Regions from separate parts of the Macaca mulatta genome. Here region 2 is linked to region 1. Evidence: chromatin contacts called from public Hi-C data. All regions are on one chromosome and are shown on one strand. The core of a region is the stretch at or near the end of the contact, and the rest is flanking DNA. Distances in the headings are between cores, read along the strand shown.

Evidence for each region. Hi-C and Micro-C count contacts between places; a contact is called where the count stands out from the background.
Region 2: a contact with region 1 is called in a Hi-C map of liver, with 1.8 times the contacts expected there. The contact joins the promoter of SLC7A6OS here to the promoter of PLA2G15 in region 1. A contact is called at or near these places in 3 of 14 Hi-C or Micro-C datasets (fetal cortex germinal zone, fibroblasts and liver).

Annotation. Positions count from the first base shown.
Region 1 is chr20:63,826,724-63,832,683 of T2T-MMU8v2.0, reverse strand. It overlaps PLA2G15 (phospholipase A2 group XV), which reads right to left and starts at 2,231. Exons shown (of 6, transcript NM_001265818.1): 1 at 2,025-2,231. The coding sequence starts at 2,151. It overlaps LOC144337648 (a long non-coding RNA gene), which reads right to left. Exons shown (of 4, transcript XR_013411059.1): 3 at 2,424-2,553; 4 at 2,103-2,207.
Region 2 is chr20:63,899,272-63,905,231 of T2T-MMU8v2.0, reverse strand. SLC7A6OS (solute carrier family 7 member 6 opposite strand) reads left to right here and starts at 2,344. Exons shown (of 5, transcript XM_015126469.3): 1 at 2,344-2,555; 2 at 2,676-2,954. The coding sequence starts at 2,364. PRMT7 (protein arginine methyltransferase 7) reads right to left here and starts at 2,248. Exons shown (of 20, transcript XR_013411027.1): 1 at 2,169-2,248. LOC114674524 (small nucleolar RNA U13) reads left to right here; the gene lies at 1-32.

The sequences.
Region 1 (5,960 bases), core at 982-3,481:
AGACCCTGGTCACTGTCTCTACCAAACGGGAAATGGCTAAAAGAGGAAGTCACCAGATCTGCTTTGCTCAGATGCTCCTTGCCCTGGTCAGGCTGTGTGGCCTCTAAAAATAGCAGTGGCCACTTCCTGAGCCCCTCTGTGCCTGGAACTAGGACAAGAGCCATCTGCATGCCTTTTACCTCAAGTAACACTGGGAGGGGACAGCCTTACTATTCCACTTAACAGATGAGGAGACTGAGGCTGCAAGAGGTGGAAATGGCCTTGCCATTTCCTTCCCCTTGCCCAGGGTCTTCTGTATCACATCTCTCCGGCCTCTCTTTCCTCCACCACCATTTCAGGACCCACCCCTAGAGGATTCTGGTCCTCTGACAGTCAAGGTCAGATCCCTGCTCTGTGCCCAGGAGCTGCTTGTCCAACTGCCCACCACGATGTCTCCCAGGGCTAAGGCCAGCAGCCTCCCTCCCTGAGAAGCTGGGCAGGTTAGGACTCCTGCTTCTCTGTGATTCTGGGTGGGGTCTGAGGCTCTTCTGCTGTGACCTAGAATAAACAGACTGACTGAATTGGTGAGTGTGGTTAGCATTAATCCAGGCAAAATGGCTGTGTGCCAGCCACAGACCACGTGTTTCCCAATGCCATGCCCCTCAGACTCAGAAATCTGCAGGCCCACCCAAGACTCCCTGAGGCCCTCAAGATAAAGTCCAGATGACCCAAACAGTCACAAGGCCTGTGCAGTCCACTGCTCCCCTGACTCGATCCCAGGCAGCCTGAGATGCTCACCTCTCTCCCCCTGCCCAGTACTCTCTCCTGGCCTTAGCTCCAGCTATATACTCCAGGAAGCCTTACTTGACACCCACCCATCTGCTGGGTTGGTGGATTCTCTGTGCCTGCCCCACACAAGCTTCCTCTCTGGGGATCATTGTTATTGCTATCCTGCAAGCTTTGGGGAGGCAGGGCCAAGTCTGCCCAAATCCCATGGTGAACCTGGGCCTAGAATCCCCCTGGAGCATTTCCTGGCTGGGAACTCCTGGTGGGGCCTGCCTGGCACCACCCTGCCTGCCAACTCTACCCTTCTGTGATTTGCATTGTACCCATTTAAAGTACTCTCAGCAGAAAGAGCACGGAGATCACGCTGCACTAGACTCCACTTGTAACTCATGCCTCGGATGCCTCTGCTTTCAGGAATCCTGGCTGGCCACGGACACGCCAGCTGTGGATGGGAGTGACAGCCTGAATGAGGCACCCAAGACCCCTAGACAGAGGTCTCATCCCTGCCCATCCCCACAAGGAAATACTGTGGCCGCTGTAGAATTGCCAGGGTTGTGATCAAGGAGCGGCGTGGGCAGGGGAGGTCACTCAGCCTCGACATAGTCTAGTCCAAGCATGTGTGGCAGGGTAAGAATACAAGCATGTTGCCTGACACAGGTTCATGGCCATTGCCCCAACCCTTTCCTCCGACTTCAGCGTCTTCAGTTTCCCTTAGGCCTTTTCCCTCAGAAAATGCCACACATCTGATAAGTTGTGGGAGTTGGTGGCCAGCTAGGAGAGCAATCCTTTCCCTAAGGAGGTTCCCTTCAGTAATGACTTCTGGTATATGTGGCATTGGAAGGGTCGAGGGTGACAGCCTCCTAGCCAGGCCCAAGTCGATGCAGAGGTCAACTCAGGAGCCACTCTACACACCCCCACCATCCCTCAGGAGTGGGGCTGAAGCACCTGTCTTTCCAGCTAAAAAATGGGGTAAGGGGAGGCAAGGCTTGGGAATGATGCAGACAAGTGGAACTATGAATAACCAGATGGTAACTCACCCACTCACCCCCATTTTCTACCAGGGCAGGAGGTGGGGTGCTGACCACACCCGGTCCAGCATGGCGGGAGGTGGGCCGGCAGATCTAGATCACCTAAGTGACAAGACAGACACCAATACGCTCCCCCATTTCGTGACTGGAACAGATGCAGACCGGGAAGGTAGCCCCGCCCGCGGCCCGTCCCGCCCGACCGACTGACCCACCACGAGACCCATGCCTCACCCAGCACCACTGGGGGGTGACGTCCGGCCGGGAGCGCTGGGTCTGCGAGCAGCATTAGCAGCAGCAAGAGGAACAGGAGGCCATCCGGGAGCAGCCCCACACGGCAGGGGCGGAGGTGGAGGCCCATGGTGTACGACGGTCGCTGCAGGTCCAGGCTGCAGGTTCAGCTCTCTGGGCTGTCGCCTAGGCGGGGGCGGTGGCGACGCACTTAACCCCGCCGCCCGCATGCCCCGCATCCTCCCGGCCAATCAGAGCCCTCCTCCCGCAAACGGCCTGCCAATAGGGACTCGCCGCCATATACGTCCCTCCCAGTCAGGGCTCACCGCCCTGCGCTTGCCCAACCCCCTGCTCCCGGGACCACGCTGCGCGCCGAGCGCATCGATAGATCGAGGTACTTACCGCCTGGCTCCGGGCTCTCAGTCGCCCACCCGGGGACCCACCTCGCCGCTGCTGTGTACCCCGCCCAGCCCTGAGTACCCGAAATCCGCGCTGCGCAGCCCTCACCTGGCGACGCCCTGACCTGGAGGATCTGGAACGGACAAGACAGAGAGAGGATAAGGGGTGCAGCGCTCGCTGCTGCTGAGCGACCCCGGTTAAAGCAAGAAGAGGGGAAGTGAGTGCCTGACAGTTCTTGGGCCTCAGGTGACCAGGAGCTGACCAGGACCTTTGTGCAACCCGCACACCAATTCTTAACACACCCTGCCCCGAGGGCACCTGGGTTCGGCCAGTCAGCCCCCGTAACTCTGCCCCGGGGTTACAGATGCGGAGGGAACCGGGAGAGGCCAGGTCAGCATGTTCAGTTCCCAAGAGTGGGGTTAATCTGTTCGTTTTAGAGGCGCAGAGTGCAGCGTCACCCCGCTAGTCCGGGTAGTTCGGGCGCGGGGTTGGGAGTGGGCTTCAGCCTCGATCCTGCGCCATGGGCCATCTGCAAGTTCGCCTGTAGAGCAGGAGAGGCATCGGGAGCTCGTGATCCCTCTCCACTCACGCAAACCTGGGGAACCGGAGAGGACACAGACTCCCTGCGCCAGGAAGCAGGGGCAAACAGAGTGGACAAAGACCTGACAGCCGGCACCATAGGTCACTGTGGGATAGAGAGACGAGAGTATTTGGGAAATAGAGGTCTTGATCCTCCACACACACACCCCTTCGAAGGGGCAGCTGTGCCCTGGTCATCCCATCTGGTCCCAATAAATTTGTCCTGCCACTTCCTTCCTTCTTCTTGGTAAGCAGCTGACCTGGCTATGAAGCCACGATCTTGCCCTGCCCTTCTCGAGTTCTTATAATGAAACATGTTGGTGACTGGGCTACCACTACCCTCCCTCTTTCTTTTTTCATTCTTTATTTTATTTTATTTTATTTTGAGACAGGGTCTGTCTGTCACCCAAGCTGAAGTACAGTGGCGCAATCATGGCTCATTGCATCCTTGACTTCTCAGGCTCAAGCGATCCTTCCCATCTCAGCCTCCTGAGTAGCTGAGACTACAGTGTACACCCCCACTCAGCTAGTTTTTTTATTTTTTGTAGAGTTGGGGGTCTCACTATGTTGCCCAGGCCAGTCTTGAACTCTTGGCCTTAAGTAATCCACCTGCTTCACCCTCCCAAAGTGCTGAGATTACAGGTGTGTGCCACTGTGCCCAGCCCCATCCTCTCTTAAGGTCCAGCCATCTCCCCCTAAGGCCCTGGCTCAGGATTCCCAAAGCCCCTTCCTCCCCCACCTTCACCCGACAGAAGATCGGTGAAGACCCATCTGGTGAAATCCCAGCGTGGGAGACCATAGAGACTCTTCTGCAGGCCTAGGGACAGGCAGGAGTCCAGTCAAAGGTTAAGTGGAGGAAGGGAAAGATCAACAGGTGCTGGGCCACCTTGGACTCTGGCCACAGTCTAAATGTCTTGCCAGCCCAGCAGCATCCAGGGTCCCATGTCATGGGCCCCTGGAAGCGTAGCCCTGTCCTCAAGAGGGGTTCCCTGGTGCTTCACCCCCACAGGCCCTGCATGTGTTAGGAACCATAGCCATTAGGGGCAGGATGGCAAGGCCTAGTCAGCAATGACCCATGCTGGCACTGTGGAGAAGAGTCAGAAGGTGAGGTCCTCCCTTTTCACAATAAGTTTGCCATCCACCTGATCCCCCAGGCTGCAGACTTGGCATCATCCTGAGCTCTGGATGCCTCCATGCTTCTCAGAACCACAACTCAGGTGGTCATAAGGGCTAGCCAGCTCTACCCTTCCCAAACCACACTACCCTATTCCCACAACAGCCTCATCACTGATGTCCCAATGCACACCCTCGTTCCTGTGGGTCGTTCTCCACATGCCAGGCTGACACTGTTTTTTTTTTTAGAGACAGAGTCTTGCTCTGTCACCCAGGCTGGAGTGCAGTGGTGCGATCCCAGCTCACTGCAACCTCTGCCTCCCGGATTCAAGCGATTCTCTTGCCTCCGCCTCCAGAGTAGCTGGGATTACAGGCACCCGCCACCACGCCCAGCTAATTTTTGTATTTTTTAGTAGAGACAGGGTTTCGCCATGTTGGCCAGGCTGGTCTTGAACTCCTGAACTCAGGTGATCCGCCCACCTAGGTCTCCCAAAGTGCTGGGATTACAGATGTGAGCCACCAGGCCCGGCCCTGATTTTTTTGAAATCTTGCTCAAATTACTATCTCAAATTGTATGGTTTGCCCTACTAACCATAAATTCTCATTGGATGGGTTTTATTTAATCCTATATATCGGGACTTTGCAATCTGACTCTGGCATAACATTAGGTGACAAGAGAGTCAAAATATTCCAAAACAATGTTTCTTTGCCATACTTTGAAATGGCCCTGCACAACTGTCCTTTGTGGAGGAAAATTTGCATCTGTAAAGAATCTCTATTGGCCTGGCACGGTGACTCACGCCTATAATTCCAGCACTTTGGGAGGCGGGTGGATCACAAGGTCAGGAGATTGAAACCATCCTGGCTAACACCGTGAAACCCCATCTCTAATAAAAATACAAAAAATTAGCCGGGCGTGGTGGCGGGCACCTGTAGTCCCAGCTACTTGGGAGGCTGAGGCAGGAGAATGGCGTGAACCTGGGGGGCGGAGCTTGCAGTGAGGCGAGATGGCGCCACTGTAAGGGAGGAGATTACCCCTCATATCATCTTATGCCCAATTTCTGCCTCCAAAGAAAGAAGAAGTAAAAACTAAAAGGCAGAAATGAAATCCACAGGCAGACAGCCCGGCACCGTACCCTGGGCCTGGTGGTTAAAGATCGACCCCTGACCTAATTGGTTCTGTTATCTATAGATGACAGACATTGTATAGGAATGCACTGTGAAAATCCCTATCTTGTTTTGTTCCGATCTAATTACCAGTGCATGCAGCCCCCAGTCACGTACCCCCTGCTTGCTCAATCAATCACGACCCTCTCACGTGCACCCCCTTAGAGTTGTGAGCCCTTAAAAGGGACAGGAATTGCTCACTCGGGGAACTCGGCTCTTGAGACAGAAGTCTTGCCGATGCCCCCGGCCAAATAAACCCCTTCCTTCTTTAACTAGGTGTCTGAGGAGTTTTGTCTGCCGCTGGTCCTGCTACAACTGCACTCCAGCCTAGGCGACAGAGTGAGACTCCGTCTCAAAAAAAAAAAAAAAAGATATTATATTAACATAGCTAGTTCTTTTTCTTCCAGGCCCTCCCAATCCTGAAAAGATTAAGAGTCTAGCAACTTTTAAAGGTCTGATCATCTGAGGTCAGGAGTTTGAAACTAGCCTGGCGGCCAACATGGCGAAACCCATCTCTACAAAAATAGAAAAATTAGCTGGCCATGGTGGCGGGCACCTGTAGTCCCAGCTACTCAGGAGGCTGAGGCAGGAGAATCACTTGAACCTGGGAGGCGGAGGTTGCAATGAGCCAATATCACATCACTGCACTCCAGCCTGGGAGGCAGAGCAAGACTCCATCTA
Region 2 (5,960 bases), core at 1,095-3,594, 72 kb before region 1:
CTTTACTACACTGGCACATTACCTATCTGAAGTGGAGGAAAAAAAAAAAAACGTATAGTAAAGAACTTTAATCCATAGGATTCCTTTCCTGTCTGTGATGTTGCTGAGTCGAACACCAGGACCACAGTGTTTTCAAAACCTGGAAGAGCCCAGGCGCGGTGACTCACGCCTATAATCCCAGCACTTTGGGAGACCAAGGCAGGTGGATCACCTGAGGTCAGGAGTTTGAGACCAGTCTGGCCAGCATGGCGAAATCCTATCTCTACTAAAAATAAAAAAAATTAGTGGGCGTGGTGGCAGGTGCCTGCAATCCCTGCTACTTGGGAGGCTGAGGCAGGAGAATTGCTTAAACCTGGGAGGCAGAGGTTGCAGTGAGCCAAGATCACGCCACTGCACTCCAGCCTGGGCAACAGAGCAAGACTGTATCTCAAAAAAAAACCAACCAACCTGGAACCTTGTCTTGTGTTAACAATTTTATGAAGGCACGAACCTCTTCTGGTGGGCACTACACACCTTCTCTGGCTAAATGCCCTCATCCATTATTATTTGTCCTCTCCCAGAAGAAGTCTACACTACAGATTGAGGAGATATTCTCTGACCCCCTCCTCATTCTCCAAGAGTTGTAAACTCGCATGGCCATTTACAAGGAGGAAATAGAAACCACCATGCCAAGCCCTAATTGTATTACCCGTCAAACTGCAGAGCAGATGGTCCTTAACATTCATTCAAAATGTATTTGCTAGGGTGTGGTGGCTCACACCTGTGATCCCAGCACTTTGGGAGGCCGAGGCGCAAGGATATCGGATCTGGGAGTTCCAGACCAGCCTGCGCAACATAGTGAGACCCCGTTCTCTACAAAAAATTTTTTTAAAAAATTAGCCGGGCGCGGTGACCTGTGCCTGTAGTCCCAGTTACTCGGGAGGCTGAGGTAGGAGAATCACTTGAGCCCCGGAGGCGGAGGTTGCAGTGAGCCGAGATGGCGCCACTGAACTCCAGCCTGGGTGACAGAGTGAGACCCTGTCTTGAAAATATATATGTATACATTAAATATACATATACTAAAATTAAAAATTAGCCGAGTATAGTGGCGCATGCCTGTAGTCCCAGCTACTCTGGAGGCTGAGGTGAGAGGATCGCCTGAGCCCAGGAGGTCAAGGCTGCAGTGCGCCTTGATCATACCACTGCACTCAGCCTAGGCAGCAGAGTGAGGCTCTCTCTCGAAAAAATAAAGTATCAAACTTGACTGAATACCTTCTACGTGCCAGGCACTATATTAGGGACTGGAGCCACCACCATAAGCTAGAGAAAACCCTTGCCCTCCAAGAGCTTAGACTAATGAGAGAGTAATACAAATTACAGACTACATGAATGCAAGAAATACACAGAGCGTTGTAGAAAGAGAAAACCAAGGTTACAGAAGGACTCTTTGAGGAAGGTAGCATTTGAGATCTACAAGACAAACCAGGATAAAAGTTGGGGAAGAGTTTTTACAGGTCAGGAATCCTTACCCCAACTTTCCCAAGAAAAGGCCCTAAGGTAGAAAGAACTAGGTGCACAAGCAAAATGTGCCAAAAGCCTGAGCGACCGAAGCACTTTTGCAGAAGCCCCCATTCCTCATCTCCTATCACATCTTCTGCTCAATCAAGCTGGGCCTTGTCGACTTTGGAAAGTCGACAAGTTTGGATCTTGTTCCAAAAGCAGTGGGAGCCACTCAAGAGCTTTAAGCAGAAGCATATCTACACTGGACGTACGCTTTTACAGAACCACTCTGGCTGGCATGTAGTGAATACATGACTCTCCAATTACTCAGAACACAGTGAACCGGGAAGACATCAGCAGGTCAATCAGAGAACTCGTGGCCCAGTGAGGGATGCGATGGTTGGAGCTACTGCGGTCTCTAAGGGGAGGCTCCAGGCACCAGTACTGCGACCCAGCCCCGCGAGCAGCAGGCACCCGGCTGGACTGCAGAGCCGGGGCCAGCCTGGAACCCCGCTCTCCTGCAGGCCAGGGTGCTCCGAGCTGCCCCACGCGGACTCTAGAAAGGTCCCCGGAGTCCAAGTACGCCCACGCCAGGCTCCTCTGCCGAGGCCCTGGTGCTAAGGACATGATGCTGGCTGCACCCCGAACCCCAAAGCGACCCCACCTTCCCCGCATACCCAGCGCCTCACCTGCCACGGGAAACGCTTCGCTCGCCTCCTCTGCTACCACCATTTTGCCGCGTCCAGCACGCGGGGCGGGATCTATCTGCGCCGAGGAGCGTGCGGGGGGCGGGGGGCGGGGGGCGGGGGGCGGGTCCCAAGGCAGAACTAGAAGGCTATCCCATCACACCCCGCGCGTTCCCACAATGCTCAGCGGCAGCCACTATGGAGGCCGGCAGGACAGCTGTGCTGCGGGTGAAGCGGAAGCGCAGTGCGGAGCCGGCCGAGGCTCTTGTGCTCGCTTGTAAACGCCTCCGGAGCGACGAGGTCGAGTCGGCGGCACAGAAGACGTCGGCGAGTTTGGAGAGAGCAGCGGAGAATAATGTCTTCCACTTGGTGGCCACTGTGTGCTCCCAGGTATTGGGCGTGGTGCAGTGATGTGGAGGGCATCTTAGGGTGCAGCCGTTAGGAAACCCGATCCCTGACCCGCTCGCGAACTCCTGCTTACGCTGGCCTCCCTCCCCTGTTGCCCCCTAGGAGGAACCAGTCCAGCCTCTCCTGCGGGCAGTTCTGCGCCCGTCACGGGACAGCCAGCAGCGTGTCCGCTGCAATCTCCGCGCCTCGGCTCGGGAGATCCGGCAGGAGGGCCGCTACCGGGTGGTTTCCAGCCGCCGATCCTTGGGGACCACCTCGAGCGGCCAGGAGTCCGAGTACACGCCGGGGAACCCAGAAGCCGCCGGGGACTCGGGCTTTCAGTTGTTAGACCTTGTCCACGAGGAGGGAGAACCTGAAGCCGCCGCTGCAGGCTCCTGCAAAGTGAGTACGCCTCGGAAGGTGGTGCTGGGCTTCTCAGGACGGTAATGCCAGAAGACTGGGCCCAGTAGCAGCACAGTTTCATCTTAAGGGGATGCATGATCCATCCGGCGTGACGGCCTCATTTTACAGTTTTGGTTATTCATCCAACATGTGTTTACTACGTGCCTACTAAATGCCAGGTATTTTTTTTAGATTCTGTGGATACAGCAGTGTGAACCTAACATGCAGGTAAACAGAAACAGTAAACAAGTCAATTCAGTGTCAGATGATGATAAGGGATGTAAGGAGGCAGGGAGACAAAGCAGAAAGAGTTGTGCCACTTCAGTGAGAGTGTCACTGAGAAAATGACATTTGAGTGAAGACTTGCAGAAGGTGAATGGCAGGGCATTCCACATATGGAGAGGACTTCTAGGCAGAGAACCTGAAAGTAAAGAGGCTCTGAAGCCGAGTTTCCCTGCTCCTTGCAAGGTGCCTGGAGCCGGGTGAGCTAGAGGAGACCAGTAAGGAATTTGAGGGGAGGAGTGCCTGCTAGACACTCTAGGTACTTGTAAGGAAATGTCTTTACAAGTCCTTTCAGCCTGACTGAGATGGGGTCACTGGAGCAAAGCAGAGAGAGAGCAGGTAGGAAAATTGATCAAAGAGAGCTTAAAGGAATAGTTCTGGGTAGCATACCCAGTTTGAGGTAGATTGAGGTCTAGAATGCAAGTCTTCTAACATTTAATCCAGTGCTTTTCTTTATATTACATTTGCTAAATTCATTTGCACTCACTTCCAGAAGAATTCTATTACATGCAGCGAAACTACAGAAATGGAAAATTTTCCTCGAGGCTGGGCACAGTAGCTGACGCCAGTAGTCCTAGCACGTAGAGAGGCCCAGGCGGGAAGATCACCTGAGCCTAGAGCGGTCAAGGCTACGGTGAGCCATGATTGTGCGGCAGTGGCATTTCAGCCTAGGTGACAGAGTGAGGCCCTGTCTCAAAAAAAAATAAAATAAAATTCTTCTTGTAATCCCAGCGCTCTGAGAGGCTGAGGCAGGAGGGTCGCTTGAGACCAGCCTGGGCAATAAAGCAAGACCTTGTCACTACAAAAAGAAAAAGGAAATTAGCTGGGCATGGTGGCATGCGCTTGTAGTGCTAGCTACTGGGGAGGCTGGGGTAGGAGGATCATTTAAACTCAGGAATTAGAGATTGCAGTGAGCTATGATCAAGTCACTGCCCTCTGGTTTGGGCAACAGAGCAAGATACTGTCTCTAAAAAAAACAGAAAACTCTCAACATAAGGTGTGCCTTTTTTTTTTTGAGTTGGACTCTCACTCTGTGGCCCAGGCTGGAGTGCACTGGCATGATCCCGGCTCACTGCAACCTCCAACTCCCGGGTTCAAGCAATTCTCCTGCCTCAGCCTCCCAAATAGCTGGGATTACAAGTGTGAGCCACCACATCCGGCTAACTTTTGTATTTTTAGTAGAGACGGGATTTCGCGATGTTGGCCAGGCTGGTTTCAAACTCCTGGCCTCAAGTGATCCGCCCACCTCAACCTCCCAAAGTGCTGGGATTACAGGCATGAGCCACTGCGCCCAGCCAATGTGCCCTCTCTTGATAAACATTTTTATAGAACTCAATCATTTTTGAAACTTAAAAAAATTACAATTCAAAATGAATCCACAAGCAACAAGCAAATGGTACTACTGTAATTGTTTATTGTTGTTGTGTTTGTTTTGTTTGAGATGGAGTCTCGCCCTTGTCGCCCAGGCTGTAGTGCAGTGGCGCGATCTTGGCTCACTGCAGCCTCCACCTCCTGGGGGTTCAAGTCGTTCTCATGCCTCAGCCTCCCGAGTAGCTGGGATTACAGGCGTGAGCCACCACATCCAGCTAATTTTGTATTTTTAGTTAGAGACAGGGTTTCACTATGTTGACCAGGCTGGTCTTGAACTCCTGACCTCAGGTGATCCACCCACCTTGGCCTCCCAAAATGCTAGGATTACAGGCGTGCGCCACCACGCCTGGCTGGTGCTAGTGTAACTGATAGCAATTTGTGTATGATGTCCATAGCAACATCTTTCACCAAAACATTCCAGACTAATGCATGACTTATAAAATGTGTAAAGTAAACTAATGCTCAGTGGAATTGAATCAAGTAAATAGTTCATTAGGCCGGGCACAGTGGCTCACGTCTATAATCCCAGCACTTTGGGAGGCCGAGGCAGGTAGATCACTTGAGGTCAGGAGTTCAAGACCAGCCTGGCCAATATGGCGAAACCCTGTTTCTACTAAAAATACAAAAATTAGCCGGGCGTGGTGGTATGTGCCTGTAATCCCAGCTACTTGGGAGGCTGAGGCAGGAGAATCACCTGAACGCAGGAGGCGGAGGTTGCAGTAAGCCAAGATTGCACCACTGCACTCCAGCTTGGGCAAGAAGAACAAAACTCCATCTCAAAAAAAAAGAGTAAATGGCTAATTTAATTTTAATAAAGAAAACTAGGAGATAAACTGATGATGGATATGAACAGAGATTTTTCCAGTAAAGCAATACCGACTCTAAGCATACCAAAAATGTTTGCATAGAGTAATTATAGGGGGAAAAATGAATTTAAGCTTAAAGCATGCTTGAGGTTTTATGCATACTAGACTAGCAGGAAAAAAGTAGTTGATAGCACTGCTGGCAAGGCAGTGATTAAAAGTGTATACAATTGTAGGAATAAAATTGATGCAAGCCTTTTGGAAAACAGCATGGCTTTACGGGGGTGGGAGCCATATTTTTACATATGTAAACTTATTGTTTGGATCTAAAGTCATGCATAATCTAGGAAAATTTTAAAATTAAAAATTTCTAAGGAAATTTTAAAATGACAGCATTTCTGTTATGTTACAATGAATTTCTCCTTAAATTGACATAATTTACATTTTAAGCAAATAAATTCCTATTAGATAAATTTAATAGGAAATTTAAAAATTAAAGGACTTCAGTTCCTTTTAACTAGTAGTCTCACCTCCAAGATTTATCCTAGGG